Linked DNA regions of Mus musculus: regions 1 and 2 are each linked to region 3. A link is a contact called in public ChIA-PET and promoter capture Hi-C data. All regions are on one chromosome and are shown on one strand. The core of a region is the stretch at or near the end of the contact, and the rest is flanking DNA. Distances in the headings are between cores, read along the strand shown. Region 1 overlaps Wdr19 (WD repeat domain 19). Region 2 holds the start of Wdr19 (WD repeat domain 19). Region 3 has its middle 7.6 kb from the start of Gm52815.

Region 1 (2,700 bases), core at 98-2,597, 730 kb after region 3:
TTTACTAGCCATCTGTGGGCACTGGGAACTGACCCTGGGTCCTCTGCAAGAGCAACAAGTGCTTCTAACTACTACGCCAGCTCTCCAGCCCCCAGTTTTATGTTTTAAGGATCAGAAACCTTTGTCTGTTCCCATGCATCCATACACACACACAGCACCCAGATACAAGTGGGCACACAAACTTTCACACTTGCATACGCACACACACACTCACACACACACACACACACACAAATCCTTTTTTACTAGGATTTTTTTCTTTAAGATTAATAAGTTAGCTATTAAAGGAAATATATTTTCCCCTTTGATATCAAATGGATTATCAGCTCTGTGGTTTCAGACAGTATGTTTGTGAAGTTTTATGCATGCATGCTGATAAAATGGTAAGAACTAGAGAACTGTGGACTCCAAATCAGGCTTCCTGAGTCTAAAGCTTTAATGGATATACCTTTAATGGATATGTTAAATAGTTTCCAAAGGAATCCTGACTAAATCTCAATTAAGATGAATTCCTTCTTCTGTTGAAATTTCCCAAACTTGATTTGATCCTAAGAGGATCTCTTCTTCAGAGAATCTGCATTGTCAATGGCTACCTAGCATCACCACTGGGAAAATTATTCCATGAACCACTATCTATTCCTCAGTACCCTGGTGTACTGTCTTTACAGTCCATACCTCAGTGCCCTACTGTACTGTCTGAACTAGGCTGCACTGACTGAAATACTCTTGGAATATCTGCTTAGGCACAGCACACAGATAAACCTTCCTTGGTCTGTACTGTACAGACAGTTGGAAATGTGATGTATTTGTCAGCTGTTGTTGTATAACAAAATATCTCAAAATGTAGGAGCTTGAAACATCAGTGTTTCATTGTTGTTGACAAGGAATCCAGATGCAGCTTCTTGGAGTGCCTCTGCCTCAGAATCTCCCACAAGGCCGTTTCTAAGCTCACTCACGTAGTGGTTGGTAGAGTTCAGCTCCTTGCAGATTTCTGTTCCTATACAGACTCACTCTATCCACTGTAAGTCCTGATTCCCTACCATGTGGATCTCTCCCATGGAGTGTGCTGGAGTTGAATGTGGTTTATCACCCAAGGTTTCGTTGTCTGAAGTTTGGTCTCTCGTCTACATACTGTGGGGACGTAGGGGAACCTTGGAGGAGTTGGAGCCTAGTAGGAGGTGATGGAGTGTGGACAGGAAGGAATTCATGTAGCTCTCTTGGGACTCTTATTTACAATTAAGCAAAGGTTGTTATGAAAGGTTCTTCACCTTCACGGGACTTTCCTATTCACACACACTCCTGCCGTGATACTAGGTAGTCTTCTAAAAGACACATGGCCTTTCATGATGAGTTACCAAATTTTGTGGTCCAGCTTTTATGCTTTATAGCTTTGGGAGGTGGTAACAACCAGTACACTTTAGACTGTGAATCTTTAAAAGACAGAAGACAACCTGAATAAGGCAGAGTGTGGGCAAATGTTATCACAGAGGTTGGGAGTGTGGCTCAGTTCACGAGGCTCTGTGCTCAGTCCTTAGGACCAGTAAATAAGTAAGTAAATAGTAACAGAATTATAAGTTTCGAATTATAGGGACTGTAAGAACATGACAGTTGTCGTGTTGTGGTTTCCTGTCTTTCTCATGTAGCAGTAAGGAAGTGGGTGGGTTACCCAGAATGCCATCTCCCTTCCATCTTAGCTTCTGGCCTTTTCCAGGACGCATCCTTACCTGCCAGCTGAAAGCTCCTGCCTCAGGGTTCTGTCTGCATTTCAGCCCCGGGAAAGGGAGAGAGGGAGGCAAAACATTAGAAATTAGTGGAGAAGCTGAGCCAAAAGCAGCCTTGTTGGTTTCCTTTCCTGTCATAGCCCAGCCATATGGTCACACCCACACGTGTGCTTGTGCACGCGTGCACATATGGTGGACATGAGTACACATGTGTGCTACAGCATGTGAATGGAGATCAGAGAACAATTTTGTGGGGTCAGTTCTCTCCTTCTGCCTTTATATGGAATCTGGGACTTAAGCTCAGGTCATTGGGTACATATGCTAAACACTTTTTGTCCACCCAGCCAAGTCACTGCCTCAAACTAGTATACTTTCTAAGATTCTTCTGGCCTTCTCAACGCTGTTTGCTCCGACATGAGCTCTAGTCACCTTGCAGTTTTGATCATTCTATTCTGCTGCCCTTTAGAAACAGAACATTAGATGCACTGTTTACTGCTGCCCCGCCCCCAATTCAGGTGCCCACACTGGACATCCCTGGTGTGTTCTTGCAGTTTTTGGTCCCCTGAGTCATGAATGACCTTGGGATACTTTTTTCTACAGAGCATCACAGGAGATCATTACGTCTTGCCAGTATTTGCATACAAGATAACTGTTTGCACTTTCTAACCTTAAGAAGTCTCCTTCTCAAAGTAGGCATACCACAGAAAGTGTCACTTGTAGGCAAAGCATACCGCGCACGTCTTGTCTCTTTTGCTGTGTGTCTGCTGTGGTTCAGAAAGTCATCCCTCTGTCATTTCTGTTCGCCCTGCTCAGCATCTATCTTGCTTCTGGAGGCTAGAGACTGTTCCGGTGGCTCTGTCTTGTCTTGGTTGTGCAGCTTTAGGGGTTGAACCTAGAGCTGTGTGCTGTGCCAGCGCCCTAACCCTGAGCTGCACCCCAGGCCATTATCCTTTGCATTTGAGACAAGGCCTCCCTTTGT
Region 2 (2,969 bases), core at 418-2,917, 710 kb after region 3:
GGGGTGTCTCTCCTTTATAGTCCTTTTAAATTGTTCTCATGACACTTACTTATACGTGCTGGCACGTGTGCCATTGTGTCAGAGGACAACTTGTGGTCATTGCTTCTCTCCTTCCACATTATGCTGGCATTGTGCTGTTTCCTGGGGATTAAGTCGTCAAGCTGGGCAAAGAGGACCCTCCCCCACTGAGCCACCTCACAGCCCTCTGAACTCTTTTAATATCTATCTTCGGTTCTGTACTGTTGTTCACACCCATTATGTATATACGTTGCTAGACTTGTAGCTGCATTCCATTTTGAGAGGTACTCATGAAAATGGCACTGCTCTTTTATTTCAAATCTGCTTATTACTGATATGGAGGGGTGTGACTACTCTTTGTGTATTAAGATTGTATCCTGGAGGCTTGGTATAATTAGCTCTACCTCTACCCCACATCCCTCCCTCTCTTCTACTGATTCTGTACACTCTCAGTCATGTCATCTGCAGTTTTCCCACCTCCTTCCTCAATCAGTATGCTTCTTTTTCTCTCCTTATTGCATTAACTAGGACTTCCACCAGAATTGAGAAAGAGTCACAAGAGGGGACATCCCTGCCTTGTTCCTAATGGGACTACTTTCAAGATTCTTAGCATTAAGTACATCAGCCTTAGGCTATTTGGAGATACTGTTTACAATTTCTATGGTACAGGGTTTTGTTGTCTTGCTTTTTCTTGTTGGGTTTTGTTTTTTGAGAATTTTGAGGGTTTGTTTTATGTTCAGTTTTGTCAAATGCTTTGTTATTATAGCTACTGATGCAACCATGTAGGTTTTTTGTTTTTTTTTTGTTTGTTTTTGATTAGCCTGTTACTATTGTGACAGAGCAAGACAATGCAGAAGTTTCTCCATCTTGTATTCTTGCTGAGGCCATTTTAGGTTTGACTACAATTTTATCTCATGGACGAGAGTCGCTGTGAAAAATTACCCAACTCTATTCTAGGAACCCGAGGTGATGATGCCCAGCTAGCCAACCTTAGCTACTGTGCAGAATCCCACTCCCTCCCTCCAGCCAACTTTTAATGCTTAGCTTCCGCTAAACTTCTTGTTTACCAGGCTCAAATACTACAGGCGAGTTCTTTTCTTTATTTTTTTCAACTATTCCTCCCCGATCACACTAGCTAAAATTGTCTTAATGGTCCTGAAAGAAAACGACTCCTCATACCTCACCTCCGTTAGGGCAAAATCAAAAATAAAAACCCTGCAAGAAAAAAAAATGAGGAATGATACATTAGTTTCTCCAAGCCTTTTTTACAAGTGGATCTTGTAGAAGCCGTCTGGCTCATGAGCCAATTCCTGCCTCCTACTTGCCAACCTCTGGGTCCAGCTTTTTTCCCCCCGGAATTCCTTTACAACCGCTCCTAGGCCAGTGGTTTCTGCTCACATAGCTCAAGACCCTTTCTGTCCATAGGGCCCGCCTGCCTCGCAGCCTCACCCAATCAGAGCTCAGGCAGGAAGTTGACCAGCCCTCGTAGCATTCAACTTCCCGGAGCTTAGCTCCACCTCCATCACGTGACTCTACCCACCCTGCCCATCTCTCTCAAAGGAGGGCTCCGGGGGCAGCTCCGCCCCACGCTCGCTGATTGGTCGCTGTTTGCACGGTCTCCTGGGTGACGAGAACGCGGTAGCGGGGCGGGGGTGTTCTGTTGCGCCTGCGCACTTACAAGAACGGGGGTGTCGCTGGAGCCTTTGAAATGAAGGTAAATAACTTACAAGTGCCAGCGGATTGAGAAGATGTGGCAGCCTCTGTATTTCCTAAACTCTCGGAGCGCGACTCTGAGGAGTTTGTGTCCCTGTCCCTCCGCGGAAGTGCTGAGGATAGAGGAATGAGCTCCGGGAGCGGGCGGGAGGGGATGATGGGCTTGTAAGGATGCAGGGAAAGGAAGCTCTGGAGAGCGGGCTGAGGGAGGCCTGTGCCCTCTGGAATCTGGTAGAAGCCTGATCTGAGTACGCCCGAACTACCGGTATCGCTACCGATTTCTTGTAGCTTAATCCTGGGCAAACCAAGCCACTGGCCCAGAGCCCTAGGGAGAATCAAAAGTCTCTAAAACAGTCATCAAGAATTACTTGGCCTGTGACCTGTCCGGTATGCAGAGCCCTGGTCGCTAGAACACATGATGGAGAAATCTGCACACCTGTGTGCGTCCTCCACTGCACGCAGGTTTTCTGATTGGGTTTGTTGTGAATTCCACAGGGGCAGCCGCTGCACTCCTGTGATTTACCTCAGAGGTACTTACCCCCGCACTGCTCTGACAAAGAAATGGAAACACCGAGTTTAAAATGGTTTCAGCTTTCCTAAAGCTTCACTGTAGCTCTTGTGTGTCCATTGGAATTGGCAGATAACTTTGCATGATTCACTTTCTGGTGTGTCGGAAAGGAGTAAATACTATTCTCTTTACAGTTAAGTTAACCGTGACCTGCAACAAGCAAACCTTTTTGCTGTTCTAGGAAAGCTGTAACTTTTATCTGAGTTGTACCTAGAACCGATATAACTCTGTGGAAGAAAACTAACCTGTAAGATTACAGCCCAAGACAGATCTGCCATGAAAGGAATAGAATCAGGTTTAAGGACGATGTATTCCCAAACTCGCAGAAGTAAGATGGTCTAGAATACGTTGAGTGAGTGTACGTGCTGGAAAAAACCTGTGTGTGCTTGGCATCATAGCGCACCTCTATCTTAAGTTGCGATTCCAGGACACAGGCTTTCGGGAGATGGGCATTTATTCAGATAGCATTGGAGGAGTTGTGTTGTCACTCAGATTCAAGTCTTCAGCTACAGTATCTAAGCTGCATCTACCTAGATAAGGGTGTGCTTGATTAATCTACAGTATTTAAAACTAATATTTTTCATCTAGGGTCATGTTCCTGAGTATTCTAGAATGTAGCAGTCTGATATAAGAATAATATAAGTCAATGAAATTTCAAATTTTTAACTTA
Region 3 (2,995 bases), core at 100-2,599:
ATAAAATGAAGAAGACGTCACAGTTAGTACTGCAGAATCACAAAGCCTAAGAGACTGGGGTGAGCAGGATCTTCAACAAGCCGAACAACCTAGAAGAGATGGACAGGTTCCTCAGAACGACAGCCTAACAGGATGGAGCCACAGACAGAGACTGACGGATTAGTAACCAGTGTGGAGATGGAAGTATCTCCAGGACCTCACCCCGGCTTCCCAATGGTTCCCTGGTTCTTGTGATCTCAACTGACCTATTGTAGATGCTATAGGTAAGGTTTATTACAGAGTAATTGGAAACACTCTCACAGAGTGAGACTAGACAATGGCCAGAGAGACCATTACAAGGAGCTACACATTTAGTGTGACTCATAGCACTTTCTGAAGTCTCTGGGGGCAGAGAGCTTTCCCAAGGGGCATTTTCCTGCTTGAGTGACTGACAGGCCTATCTAGATGAATTCTTCAAGAGGAAGACAGTAACAAGTCTTTGTTCCTTACCAAAAGGCCTCCAGCAATCTTGGGATCTTTTTGGGTAGTTCAGACAGTCTCTCTTCCCCATGGCCAAAGATATGACTCTCACCCCATTTTTTTTTTCTGAAATCATGCATCAGCACAGATTAGCAAGAAGTAAAGAAAGAAAACTAAGCAAGTATAAGGAATAACCATGCTTTCTTTAGCAGAAGCAGGAAGGTCTTCCCTGCCTGGACCCCAAGAAAGCATGCTATGTCCCCCTTTCTCACCTATGTCTAATCCATAGTCCCCCGTCGTGGGATCTTAGATCTTGGGGGCAACTTGATATCTTCTCTCCATTTCCACATGCCTAAGAAGGTCAATTATGATGTTTCCCCCCTTTTATAAAACAGAGAGGCAAGATGGCGTCCAAAGCTGATTATGAAGGAGGAGGTTCATCCTCAGCAACCTTCAAGCTTGCTCATTTCTAAGTAGCAAACACTATCAACAATCATGAAGTCTGGAGCTTAGAAGAATGTGGTAATGTGCAGGACTAGAAGGGAGGGAGCCCTGTTTCGAGGTTGCATCCACACTTTTAAACTCTCCTGAAGTCTCTATGATAAGAGGAATCTAACCGAAACGATTGGCTTGCAAACATCTCGGCACTACTAAGTACAACACACACAGGGCCATTCTATCAAAGCCTTGAGTTAGAGGTCCGCTCTGAGAACCATGCTCTGCAGACCATGCTCTGAGGACCACGCCCCGCTGTGAGAAAAACAGAGCCGACCTCACACCTTGGTACCTCCCCGTCTTCAATAGATTAAAAAGGACTGCAGCAAGAGCTTGCAAGCCTCTCTCTCACTTCCTCTCTCTTGCTCAGGAGAACTGTGAGAACTAACTGTTGATCTGAAAGCAACCATGATTTGCTACAGAGGTGCGAGCTTGCACAGAGACCTGTGAAATCCCACAGAACACAGGAAGTGTCTAATTCCGCTGGATCGGGCTGGTGTCAAGGCAGCTGACAGCTTCAGAGCCAAGAGCCTCCAGAATCCTTTTTGGTAAGGAATGTCAGCTACAAGGGGAATCCCTACCTCACCATCTACACAGAGTTCAAAGGAAATGCAGATTTAATCATTTGGTTTCTGTGTGACTTTCAAGTCAAAGTGAAACTAGAATGTGAATATCAGAGCGTGTGAACCTTTTTGGTACGAAGCCTGGGTTCCCCTCTTACTGCTGCGGTGTGTAGAGGATTGTGCAATGTAATAGCAGCATCCAAGATACACAGGGTCTCTGCTTCGACTCTCAAGATGACTGCTGATGCTCGGAGCTGAGCTGCAGAGTGCAGCAGCTCATTGTTTGGGCCAGGAGTGTGCACGTGAAAAATGACTCGCCGCACACTCTGCTTCCATTCTGGTGCTCCGGGAATGGATTGACTTCAAAGAACTCTTTAAAAATTAAAGTTAGGGGGACTGGAGAGATGGCTCACTGGTTGAGATTACTGACCGCTCTTCCAGAGGAGCCAGGTTCAATTCCCAGCACCTATATGGCAGTTCATAACTGTCTGTAACTCCAAGATCTGACACCCTGATGCAGACATACATGCAAACAAAACACCAATGCACATGAAATAAAACTAAACTTAGAATGCCACCTAGCAGTAGTGAAACTAAGTTCAATCCCCAGAGCCATTAAATAAATATAATGCATGTATATGCATATATACATATACATAATCTATTTATAATTTATATTTCTCCATTGGTGAACAAAAGTTAGAATACATGTTCATTGTTAAAAATAAGAAACAGAACACGGGTGATGACCAACCTAAACATCACCAGTGTGGTCTTACACAAATAGGTTCCCTTTTCTTATTTCATTTAGAAACCCACTAAGCAATTGGTGTAATACTCCATTTAGAGCAAGAACACCACAGAGTTGTCTCTGATATCCACATAAATGCTATGACATGCTTGCCTCCCTATATACACACATCATGTATGTGTGTGTGTAAACACATACACACACACACACACACACACACACACACACAGAGAGAGAGAGAGAGAGAGAGAGAGAGAGAGAGAGAGAGAGAGAGATATTAAAAATAAATCTAGTACCAGAACCTGAGTTTGATCCCCCAAACCATGTAAAAAAAAAATCCAACCATGTGATGTATGCTTGTAATTCTAGCTCAGGGGAGGGAGAGCCAGGCAGACAGATCCCTTTGTCTGAAGAAAGAAAGTGGATGTCTCCATGGAAGGACACCTGAAGTTAACCTCTGACCCCCACAGGCATGCACATGCATATGAACATGTACCCACACACATGAACATACACAGGAAAACACTTCTCTTACGCCATGCATACCATAATTTGTATAAAATTCCACCATAAAGGAGAGCTGGTTTCAGCTTCCTTTATTATAAACTATACTGCAGCAACTATATGTGAATACACATTTTTTTCTGTTTAGCATCAATTTCGTACTATTAAATTTTCAAAAAATTGAAATTAAGACCAAATTTCAGTGGTTTTTAATGTTTCATAA

The links. Promoter capture Hi-C pulls out the DNA fragments that hold promoters and counts their contacts. ChIA-PET counts read pairs in DNA pulled down with a chosen protein or histone mark.
Region 1: an RNA polymerase II ChIA-PET map of memory CD8 T cells shows a contact between it and region 3, with 24 read pairs. The contact joins two enhancer-like sites. A contact is called at or near these places in 7 of 39 promoter capture datasets (the C10 cell line, the SN4741 cell line, embryonic stem cells and 4 more) and 1 of 115 datasets of contacts at active chromatin or transcription factors (memory CD8 T cells).
Region 2: a promoter capture Hi-C map of hematopoietic stem and progenitor cells shows a contact between it and region 3, with 6 times the contacts expected there. The contact joins the promoter of Wdr19 here to the enhancer-like site in region 3. A contact is called at or near these places in 10 of 39 promoter capture datasets (the C10 cell line, the SN4741 cell line, embryonic stem cells and 5 more), 1 of 115 datasets of contacts at active chromatin or transcription factors (memory CD8 T cells) and 2 of 9 other capture datasets (adipose tissue and macrophages).

Annotation. Positions count from the first base shown.
Region 1 is chr5:65,216,179-65,218,878 of GRCm38.p6, forward strand. The region is part of intron 6 of Wdr19 (WD repeat domain 19); the gene reads left to right. Among named protein-coding and RNA genes, the nearest start is that of Wdr19, 18 kb to the left of the region's middle. Within about 2 kb of position 1,348, at least 32 of the 459 cell types and tissues checked have an H3K27ac peak or open chromatin away from gene starts, as enhancers often do. A contact at or near this core is called in memory CD8 T cells, where this site is marked.
Region 2 is chr5:65,198,029-65,200,997 of GRCm38.p6, forward strand. It overlaps Wdr19 (WD repeat domain 19), which reads left to right and starts at 1,668. Exons shown (of 37, transcript NM_153391.2): 1 at 1,668-1,732. The coding sequence starts at 1,727.
Region 3 is chr5:64,486,567-64,489,561 of GRCm38.p6, forward strand. No RefSeq gene overlaps it. Among named protein-coding and RNA genes, the nearest start is that of Gm52815, 7.6 kb to the right of the region's middle. Within about 2 kb of position 1,350, at least 114 of the 459 cell types and tissues checked have an H3K27ac peak or open chromatin away from gene starts, as enhancers often do. A contact at or near this core is called in adipose tissue, hematopoietic stem and progenitor cells and memory CD8 T cells, where this site is marked.